Linked DNA regions of Zea mays: region 1 is linked to region 2. A link is a contact called in public Hi-C data. All regions are on one chromosome and are shown on one strand. Each heading gives the region's core, a stretch centred on a gene start, on an enhancer-like site or on the middle of the called end of the contact. The rest is flanking DNA. Distances are from core to core; before and after follow the strand shown. Region 1 holds the start of LOC100276544. Region 2 holds the start of LOC100281836.

Region 1 (6,119 bases), core at 597-3,096, 280 kb after region 2:
AGAACGAGGAAAGTTCTTGCACTTGATGCTAATCTTGGCTGCAAAGTTTATTTAAGAGCAATATCACAAGTGAAGATAATAACAAGAACTTAGAGAGAGAAGAAAATAAATTACAAAAAGTAAATAACACGAGACTAGAGATGGCAATGGGTACCTGAAACCCGAATACCCGATGGGTTTTACCTAATATGAAGGCGGGTACGAGATGATTTCTCCACCCGCGGGTATGTTAATGGGTAAAAACCTCTACCCGTTGGGTAGACGGGTACGGGTTGGTACTACCCATACCCATCTACCCATGGGTAAAATATACCTGCATTAATACCACTATAACCATCTAATAGAGCCCATCTTAGCTAAAATAAAACCCTTCTCTAGCTATCATTTGTCTAGATACCAAGATATGTGATCATATGATTTGTTATATGTGAAGTTGAAGTTTTTTTTGTATGTTTATTTAATATTTTGAGTGATTGGTATATTGGAATTTAAGACTTTCCTAGCGGGTACGGGTTACTCGACGGGTAAAAATACCCGTGCGGGTACGGGTAATATTTTATACCCGCGAGTATATATGGGTAACCCGACGGGTAGAATTTTTTTTGATGGGTACATGTATGAAATGGTACTACCCGACGGGTATGTACCCATTGCCATCCCTAAACGAGACATAATAGTTTGTTTCCCGAGGCTCGGTTCCGAAGAACCTACATCCTCGTTGAGGAGCCTCACAGGACTTGGTCTCTCTTGACCTTCTCAAGTGATCCAACAATCATGGATCAGCTTGAGTCCTCAGTTCCTTTTTGTTGGTCTTTCCTCACACAAGGTACTCCACAGAGATTGGAGACCCTTGCTAGCCATACCTAATGAATGCGAGTTAGAACTCCAATGGAAGCAAGAAGGGGGGGGAGAAACACACATAAAAGCACAACCACAATACCAAAAAAAATCAAGAACACAAACGTAAAACAATAGCAGAGCTCTCTCTCGCGAATATGGGCGCTTGGATCACTTTGATGTGCTTCTCTATTGCTTAGGAATGAAAACACTAGCTTGGATGAGTTGGTGCCCTTAGGGGGCTGGTTTGTGGGTCTATTTATTGCCTCAAACTTCCAAAGAGCCATTGAGAGAAACTACCGAGATCTGCTCTGTGGGCACACCAGACCGGATCCTATATCCCAATCTTTGGGATCCTAACTGGCGCCTTCCATCTGAGGTGACATCGGACCCTGTGCCACATCAGCTAGCCATTGTGCCGCCTATTGGATCCTAAGATAGCCGTTGCACCTTGACAGTCTAGAGCAAACCGGACTGGGCGGTGTGCCCGAGACTTCAGGCGTCTTCTGCAGCCCTCTCTAGAAAACTGGTCTAGTGCACCACGGGACTAGTCCGGTGCGCCAGGCTACCAAAGCCTTTTTACAGGGTGAAAGGAACACAACAACTTAGGGGGTTGAATTAGGACTTCTAAAAACTTCGCTAATCTAAGCCACAAATAATTCACTAAAACAAAACATATGCAAAATAAGTAAAACTAGAATATGCAAACTAGGTTTTATCCAAATGTTGTTATATCTATCACAAAAGAAGTTTTTCGACCTAAGTTTCAATCATATATATATATACTAAGCTAAAAATAGAGAGATTAAAACTTAAGTACTTAAAAGCAAAGGCAACGCCTTGTCTCTCTTTTGTCTTCCCTTCTCTAGTGTCCAGAGAAACGCAGAGGCAAAGCGTGCGCGACAGAGGAAATCCATGTGCCCGGCTCGGCCCTGCCACGGTCAGTAGCCCCACGCCCGCGCACCCCTCCAGTCCTCACCAAGATTTGCCACCAATAACCCCCGTCGTCGACTCGTCCTCTTCCCTCGCCGCGAGCTCCGGGTTCCCCTGCGCATAGCTAGGCCAAGCCAGGTATACCCCAACCATCGCATGGGAGCCGCGACTGCCCCGACGAAGCGGAGACGCGGCCCCAGCAAGACGCAGGAGGAGGCCATGGCGCGCGCGAGCCCGGAGGCGCGGCGGCGGCCGCGGCCGCGCCTGGTGGGCTATGAGGAGCTGCCGGAGTACCTCAAGGACAACGAGTACATCCGCGGGCACTACCGCGCCGAGTGGCCCGTCCGCGACGCGCTCCTCAGCGCCTTCGCCTGGCACAACGAGACGCTCAACGTCTGGACGTGCGTGCCCCCCTTCCCCGTCCGTCTCCCCCCTGCCCTGTCCGTCCGTCCGAATGGTGGCTGATCCGTTCCTTCTTGGTTTTCTTTTGGTCCTTGTCCACGCAGGCATCTGGGAGGGTTCCTGTTCTTCCTAGCGCTCGCGGTCGCCGGAGGACGGAAGGAGGCCGCCGACGGTGCCGCTCCGGGTATCATGAGGTACATGCACGTGCATCGGCGTGCCGTCGTTTCTGCACTTCCTGATGCCTCATGCCTGTTTGTCTATCTCAATCCAATGTATGCGTAATTTTCACTCCAATCCACTTTAGATACATGCACATCCAAATAAAGTCTAAAAATGAACGTCTACTCTTTCCTCATGCTCTGTTCCTGCGTGTTTATCGGGCGCTAGCAAAGAACCTTGAAAGGGTCTACCATGTGAGATATTTGCTGTGGCGCTCCCTCGTTTTTCTTGCATTTGCAAGTCGCCGAACCTTACACAAAAGTCCTTCGGTCTCGACAAATCTGCTCACACGTACTAGCTGGCAAATGACGTTGCGGATGCTTCTTGTGGCGTCACTAGAGCTATAGTGGCGAGCCACATACAAACAAAATATGTGCATAGGTAACTCTTGAGCTGGAATAGGTGCAACATTGACTGTTACTACTTACTACTCCCTATGTCCCAAAATATAATTTATTTTAGACTAAACATATATTCATTAATTAACCTATAAATGTGGTTTATATGTATGTCTACATTCATATATTCCATTTATTCGAATATGGATGAAAAAAGAGGCCTAGAAGGAACTATATTTTTGGGACGGAGGGAGGTATGTTTTTCCATTGTCAAAATATGACGTGCAAGATATTTTTGTTTCTTTGCAAACCAAATAGCTGTTTAAAATTTAGTGTAGTCCATGTTAGGATTTATGGGCTTGGCCCAATTAAGTTATTCAAATAAATCCCAGGAAAATCTCAAAAGCCCATATAAGTGGATGGCAAAGGGATAGGTGGAACCAATAGCACCATATTGCTAGCTCTTGTGGAGTAGAGCTAACTTAAATATGGAAGCCACACTCACTCACCAAGTCATGGATGAGAGGAGAGAGTGTGGAGAGCCACACGCGCGCGCTCGCTCGCCTCGCCTCGCCTGGCCGGGCGGGGCGGGGCGGGGCGGAGGGCGCGGGCGCACGACATGCGCGTGAATGGTCCGCCGAAATCCGGCCCCTCGCCTTGCGGGGGCGCGGCTATCTTTTGCCGTTTGATTTTTTGGTTTCTTGGCTGTTACGCTTATCCTAACCGATCGCTACAAAATCTCAACTGATTGCGAGATTTTCGTGGGTGGATAAGCACGGGGGTCGCGGACTCGGCCCTATAAAAGGAGCCCGGCAGCCAGCCTCCAATTCATCCCCAGATCCCAGTTCGCTTTCGCCTCTCTTCATAGCTGAGCCGCCTTTTAGTTCCCTTCGTCCCGACCGCAGAGGTGCATCTGCGATCAGGAGAGCAGGTCTCCGGAACCCTTCGTCTTCTAGATCCTGCACCAGGAGAGGGCGAATAAGGTTTTTGGGAAGCGTCTTCACGCGACTGCTCGTGATCTTCCGACATCGTCGACCCAGCTGATCCTAGCGCGCGCCAACAATCAGTAAGTCTAATCAGTACGCATCATCTGATTTGGCTTTTATTTCAGTTCTTCTGATTTGGTCATGATTTATATTCGGAATTTAATTTGGAATTTGTCTAATTATTCAACAATCCAAAAACCTTATTGTAGACAATTTCCTAGTTTTTCTATGGCTGCTTTTGCCGACGCGCTGAAGCCAGAAAAGTTTAATGGTATGCACTTTAAGAGATGGCAAGTCAAGGCCACGCTCTGGCTTACTGCTATGAATGTCTTCCATGTTAGTAAAGGCAGACCTGAGGGTCCACTGACTCCTGAACAGGAGAAAGAGTACGACCATGCCAATACTATGTTCACGGGAGCCGTTCTTAGCGCCCTTGTTGACCGTCTGGTTGATGCGAATATGCAGTACACAGACGGGAAACAGTTGTGGGATGCACTTACTACTAAGTATGGTGCATCAGATGCTGGCAGTGACCTGTATATCATGGAGAGCTTTCATGATTATAAGATGGTTGATAATCGCTCTATTGTAGAGCAAGCTCATGAAATACAGTGTATAGCCAAGGAGCTCGACCACCTTAAGATAGTCCTTCCTGACCGATTTGTGGCCGGATGCATTATTGCAAAGTTGCCTTCTACATGGAGGAACTTCGCCACAGCTCTGAAACATAAGAGACAGGAGATATCAGTTGAAAATCTGATAGCGTCTCTGGATGTTGAGGAGAAAGCTCGGGCTAAGGACACGGGATCTAAAGGAGGCGAGGGCCACTCCAGCGCCAACATGGTTCAGAAGAACCACAACAAGGGCAAAGGAAAGCCAAAATCTAACAAGCCCAACAAAACTACCAACTTCAAGAAGAAGAAGAACAAGGCTGAATTGACATGTTTCGCATGTGGCGAGGCGGGTCATTTTGCCAAGGATTGTCCCGATCGAGCGGATCGCCGTGGCAAAAAGGGCAATGTCAACACAGTGGTCGCTAGCAATGAGGAAGACAAAGGGTATGGTAATTTACCTTTCATCTTCTCAGTATTTCAATCACCTAGCTGGTGGCTTGATACTGGTGCTAATGTTCATGTGTGTTCTGACATCAACTTGTTCTCTTCTTATCAGGGCGCCCGGGATTCTTCCGTGCTAATGGGGAATGGGTCACATGCTTCTGTTCATGGCACTGGCACGGTGGATCTGAAGTTTACTTCGGGAAAGATCGTGCAGCTGAAGAACGTGCATCATGTCCCTTCTATACACAAGAATCTCGTTAGCGGAACCCTTCTATGTAGAGATGGGTTCAAGGTAGTTTTAGAGTCCAATAAATTAGTTGTGTCCAAGTCTGGACAATTTATTGGTAAAGGCTATGATTGCGGAGGCTTGTTCCGCTTTTCTTTGTTAGATTTCAATAATAAGTCTGTGAACCATATTTGTGCAAATGTTGATGATCTTGCGAGTATTTGGCATTCTCGTTTGTGTCATATTAATTTTGGCTCTATGTCTCGGCTTGCAACCATGAGTTTAATTCCGAATATCACCATAGTCAAAGGTTCTAAGTGCCATAGTTGTGTGCAGTCGAAGCAACCTCGAAAGCCTCATAAGGCTGCTGAGGAGAGACACCTGGCACCACTAGAACTCATACATTCTGATCTTTGTGAGATGAATGGTGTGTTGACAAAAGGTGGTAAGAGATACTTCATGACATTGATTGATGATGCGTCTAGATTTTGCTATGTATACTTGCTAAAAACTAAAGATGAGGCTTTAGACTACTTTAAAATCTATAAGGCTGAGGTTGAAAACCAACTAGAGAGAAAGATCAAACGTCTTAGATCAGATCGTGGTGGCGAGTTCTTTCCCAAAGTCTTTGATGATTTCTGTGCAGAACATGGCATTATTCATGAGAGGACTCCTCCCTATTCACCCGAGTCAAACGGGATTGATGAAAGGAAAAACCGTACGTTGACTGACCTGGTGAATGCCATGTTAGACACTTGTGGTTTATCTAAGGCATGGTGGGGGGAGGCAGTCCTGACTTCATGTCATGTTCTAAATAGAATTCCTATGGGCAAAGAAGAGAAAACCCCTTATGAGAAGTGGGTTAGGAGAAAACCATCACTTTCATACTTGCGCACTTGGGGGTGCATGGCGAAAGTCAATGTACCAATTAATAAAAAGCGCAAGCTTGGTCCAAGGACAGTGGATTGTGTCTTTCTTGGATATGCTTCGTGTAGCATAGCATATAGATTTTTAGTAGTTAAATCTGAAGTTCCTGATGTGTATGTTGATACTATTATGGAATCACGTGATGCTACTTTCTTTGAGCATATATTTCCAATGAAAGACATTCATAGCAATT
Region 2 (5,624 bases), core at 1,444-3,943:
GGTCGGGCCCACCTGGCAGATGGAGAGAGAGGGCAGGTGCGTAGGCTGGGCTGCTTTTCTATTTTCTTTTTATTCTGAATTTCTAGTTCCTTTTATTTTTATTTTCTCTATTGAATTCAAATCCAACGAAACCACAAATTCAAATTTGAATATTTCAAACATGTGCATCAACCAAAAACAAAGTTTAAGCTCAGCATGATGCAACAATTCATGTCTCCCCTAGGTTTGAATATAGTAAAGAAAAAAATACATCTCCCAAATATATAACCAAAACTCTATTAGAAAGGAAGAAATAGGAAATCTACGGAGATGAGAAAAGTGGTAACACCTGAATTTGGTAGATATTAGAGAAGAAATTTTATACCCCCAAATTCAGGGTGTTACATAGGCTCTATAATCATAGCGTGTATAGATGCATGAATAAATAAGGTGAGCCTATGAGCTATGCGTTTCTTCCACTCCTGATACATGCCAATCAAGTGTTTCTTTGAAACAACCTTCACTGGCATGCTTTGAGGAGCTTGCATAGCCCTTCTGAGGTTTTGCCTTTGCCTTTGCCTTTGCCATAGCCATTGCTACTCTACTGCCATTTTGTGGTGGCTTCGTAAAAATTCCCCCTCTCATCCCCTGATTATTACAGTGCCCATGACCCCTTTCTCTGGAGGGACCTTTCTTCCTTTAAGACTAGAAGTTGGCGTGTGCTTTATGCATGACCGCGTGCCGAATGGATGCTTCTAGTAGTTCTGCATCAGAAGCTCATTCTGAGCCTTAGCACCAAGCAACATGTTGACGAGGTCACATTATTTGTGTACTTGTTGCTACAGTACTGCTGTTGGAGCACCATATTGGAGGGGTAGAAGGTTTGGAGAGTTTTCTCGATCATCTCTAAGTCTATGGCTATCTGGCCACAGAAATGTAGCTGAGCGACAATGCGATGGATGACAGTGTTGTAAGCCTCAACTGCATTGAAGTCGAGAGTGGCCCATTCATGTTGCGCCCGCGGGAGCATCACATGCTTCTCCACACTGAAACACTCACATAGCTCTGTCCACAATATCATATGGTCTTTCACCTCTGGATACTCCATCTTCAGGCCTGGATGGATGTGGTGCCCGACGAAGATCGTAATTTTTGCTTTCTCATGAAGTTTCAGGCAAGTGTCATTCGGGCCCTACCAGAAGATCTCCTTTCCTAGCTATATCGCCTCTAGGTGAAACTTGCAGTCGTTAGTCTAGGTCGGTTAGTTCTTGCCATTGAGGACAAGCTCCACGAATCAATTCTGTTGTCTTCAACCATAGTCCGTCACACAAAATTAACTTTAGGTTAATTAGGCGTGCTAATTATCAATAATAGAAATTTAAATAGATAAATTGCATGACCCACGGGAGCCGGTCCAGGGCGTGCTGACGAGGCGTGGCTGAAGCATATGCCGACGAGCTGCGCCCCAGCTGGCCGAGCAAGCGCGACCCAGTGCGGGGTGGCGCCGTGGGCTGACGCAGCGTGAACCATCTCAGCTCGAGATGGCGTGACCAGCAGCAGGGCATGGGTGCGTGGGTCAGTGTGACATCAAGGCGCAGAGTTGGGGGCGCCGACATAGTGTACGACTAGAAGCCGGCATGACCGATCTATTCATGAACGCAACGTGTGGGCCACCGGTGGGGTGGGTGTGTAGTGCACGCGACTGGCGCACGAGCCTCGCCATCGGGGTGATTCGTACGACCCGCGGTTAGTAGGACATCGATGGCTTTTTAAGTAAAAGTAATAGATTGGATATATTAAGCAGGTCAAATCATCAGGATTTAACATGCTAGTGTATACATAAATCAATCTACAATATGTATCTGACAGTAAGAAATCACTCTACAATATGTATCTGACCGCGAGAAAACAATCTAGTTTGAACAAAATCTACTAAACAATTGTCTAGAGCGGTCAAAAACGACATACCGTGCTTCTTTATTCAGCGAACGGAAACGAAGCCTATCATGTAAGACAATTAGGCAAGGCGGGAGGACTTGCTGTGGTGCAATTTCCAAATTCAGACCTTGAACCCTCTCCTCAGCAATGGAGGGCTTATTCTCTTTTTGTCGAGGCAGAAGCACAAAAAACTATTTCCTTGTTATATAGAAGACTAGAGCTTCTCGTTTGATATTAGCCCACATAAGATTTTTTGATAGTATAAGGCCATCTCCAACTGATCCCCTATTGTATCCTCTATTTTATTCCTATATTAAACGCAACTCTGTAAATAATATCATCTAAAATTCTGTGTTACCTATTTTATTGGATAAGTGAGTCTAATATTTTGATCCAAACAGCGCTTAATCTCTTCCCTTGCTGTAAGTTCTCGACAGATTTAGCTGGGTTAAAATTCAGACTCAAAGACATATAAATTGATGGGCTGGTGTTATTTCCACGTGGGGGTGGACCCCTCACGGGCCGGGCCGCATTCTTGGCCAACCATGGGCTATCCGCAACATTGCAGACTCCGGAATCCGGATTGGCCGAATGGGCCCGGCAGCCGAAAATGAAAAAGGAAAGGATCGACCCTCTAGCGCGATCGATCCCCGTGCGCTGGGGCCCAAATTAGGAGAACCTCAGTACCCCACGTGATCCACGGTCCGCCCGCCGCGCAAGCTGGGCCACGGGCTCGCGGGCGGGCATGCGCCGGTTCCGCGAGCGACCACCCCGCCATCCGCGGAGCCTGCCCTGCGCTGCCCACCGCTCCTCCGCCTACTCCGGCCTCAGCTAATAACGATGGGTGGTGGGAGCCGAGCCCTTTCCCTCTCCTCCCTCTGCGCCACCACCCTCGCCGCCGCCAAGCCCCCACAGCACCCCGTCCCCTTCGCCCCGGCTCACCGCGCGCTCCCCCACCGCCTCGCCGCCGCCATGTCCTCCTCTTCCTCCCCGACCCCCGCCGCATCGGTGGACGCCGGTGCCCCGGCCCCTTCGGCGTCCAACGCCATCGACTTCCTCACGCTCTGCTACCGCCTCAAGGTGAGCGACTGAGCGCCCCTGTTTAGTCGCTTCGCATTTCCACGGGCCGGCTTGGTTGAGATGGATGGAAATGTGACGCGATGGATGAGATTGTGGATGTAATTGCAGACGACCAAGAGGGCGGGGTGGGTGAAGCGCGGGGTGCAGGCGCCCGAGTCGGTGGCCGACCACATGTACCGGATGGGCGTCATGGCGCTCGTCGCGGCCGATCTACCCGGCGTCAACCGCGACAGGTGATCCTGACAGTTTCGCTCTCAAGTCTAGCTCGGCAGTATTTAGCCTTCTTACGGTTCCGTTTTCATACACTGTTTATTTATCCCTTCAATTACAGGTGTGTCAAGATGGCGATTGTGCACGACATTGCAGAAGGTATGGTCTCAAAAGACTTCCGTCTAGACGGCTTCACTGAAGTTTTGGGGCTTTGTGTGAGATGAGGGATGCAATTTTGTGAATATGCGAGCCTATTACTACCTGAGATGTTGGTAGATGGTAACTAGACCACTGGACTGGAGACCTGTAGTAGGAATGTAGGATGTGTGTTCAAGTACTTGTGCCAATTAGTTGGTTCTTTGACCTCTGCTAGCCAAAGTGTAAAACTTTAAACTATGTGCACATTTTCCTATTTTCATTCAGAAGCATGCTCAGCTTAGAAATGAACACATGATTTTGCCCTCCGCTCATATGGACTCTTGCTGCTGTTCCTAAGCCAGCTTGCCTGTTTCTGGAACTAACTGCCTATGAGGATGTGGGTTCAGTTGACTCATTTCAATTGTTTTTTCTTTTGGTACTCCAGCAATTGTTGGTGACATCACCCCTTCTGATAATGTACCCAAGGAAGAGAAGAACCGCAGGGAGAAAGAAGCATTGGACCATATGTGCGAGCTGCTTGGTGGTGGTTCAAGAGGTGAATACTGAAACTTGCAATTGTGATACATTAGCATTTTATGCTGTAGTTAATTAGGCATCTTATGCCTCAAATTGTCTTTTCATGATTTAGTTATATATGAAATGAATGTGGTGCTATTGCACACTGGCATCATCTTTCTAGATTACTCAATAGTCTAGACTTAATGATCCCATTATGTGTGCATAGTACCATAGTTTCAAGGAAAAAAGAACAATATGTGGATGCCAATGAATTTTGTGAATACAATACTATAGTACTTGCAGGTCATATACATATTTTATTTTACCCTTGAAAAGCTATTCATCTGTTATTATTATTTCTTAGATGGTCATTTTTCCATCCGATACTTTTCACTTCCATCAGGGAAGCAGATCATAACCTGGCAATTATTTTGTAGAAATCCAGCGGGCAGCTTTTGTTCTTATTTTTTGATACATAGTTTAAATAAGTATTGGATAATTCTTAGAGTATTCACATCCCTTAGTTAGGTGTCAAGGAAACTCTTGGTAACTTAAAATCACTCAGATTATTTCCAGAGAAACTGTTATTTATACTTCTCTTTTTCTTTTTATAAGGTGTATTAGTGTTTGAGAATTTCATTCAAAGATATGCTTTATCCAATAATTTCCCTTGCAATATATGAACTCAATATATTATCAATTACTACAAAAGCAATGTCTCACTAAAATGCATGTGAAATATGAATCTATAGATTTATCTTTGTGCAATAAATATACAAATATTTTGACTAGTTTCATTGACTTTTTTGAATCCTTACGCCCTACATTTTGAAATGGAGGTTGAAAAGATAAGGGATGTTTTTGTAGAAGCCAAAACCGAAGAGTTTATATTCAGCAAATGTTGATGACTATGAGTTTTGGAATTTGAACATGATATTGTAATTGATGGTGATAATATTATTCCATCTCTAATGATTTTCTACCTTGAAGCATTATGGATCGTAAATTATTTATGCTCAAATGGCTATCATAGCATCCAACATTTTTTCCCTAAGAGTTTCACAACATAGAATTCTAGTATTCTGGTTGTGTTCTCATTATTCATATCATTAATCGTTAAAAAATATTGGAGAGATCCAGCATCCCTTACATGTGAAGTGAACCTTTTAGAACTAAATAAAGTATCTTAGCAGCCTTTTGGAAACAGTTTTTCATGCAGGATAAAAGGATGTTCTCTGTACAGGCGAGACTAAAGAGTTCATGTGATCTTTGACATGGTATATATAATAAATACTTGCCTTTATCTGCATGCTGTTGTCTTGCAGCACAAGAAATTCGTGAACTTTGGATGGAGTATGAGGAGAATGCGTCTTTGGAAGCGAAGGTTGTCAAAGATTTTGACAAGGTACAGTTTCATATTTCAATCCATCAAGTTGGTGGCATGATTGCAACGTCTGTCTGAAGCTATCAGATGGTAGTTCTTGTGATCATTCAATAGGCAATGCATATAACTGGCAGGATATTTAACTAATGTAGGCAATCATTATGATTTATGGCCCTAACCCATATGGCTCCACTTCTTCCTTTTCCTTTGCATGCTGTAATCCTTTGTTGCACTGTTATATTTCCAGGTTGAGATGATACTTCAAGCTCTGGAGTATGAAAAGGGTGAGTTCATACTGGTGCTTGAATATTTGAACTAACATTTCCCATGCACAGTAGCTATAAAGTACAAACCACAACTATTTAAATGCATTCAT

The links. A called contact is a pair of places that touch in the nucleus more often than the background predicts.
Region 1: a contact with region 2 is called in a Hi-C map of leaf, with 3 times the contacts expected there. The contact joins the promoter of LOC100276544 here to the promoter of LOC100281836 in region 2. A contact is called at or near these places in 5 of 25 Hi-C or Micro-C datasets (ear, endosperm, leaf and 1 more).

What each region holds. Positions count from the first base shown.
Region 1 is chr5:92,941,796-92,947,914 of Zm-B73-REFERENCE-NAM-5.0, forward strand. LOC100276544 reads left to right here and starts at 1,847. Exons shown (of 4, transcript NM_001150307.1): 1 at 1,847-2,171; 2 at 2,277-2,366. The coding sequence starts at 1,927.
Region 2 is chr5:92,656,789-92,662,412 of Zm-B73-REFERENCE-NAM-5.0, forward strand. It overlaps LOC100281836, which reads left to right and starts at 2,694. Exons shown (of 8, transcript NM_001154756.2): 1 at 2,694-2,997; 2 at 3,106-3,230; 3 at 3,329-3,366; 4 at 3,791-3,901; 5 at 5,190-5,269; 6 at 5,496-5,532. The coding sequence starts at 2,758.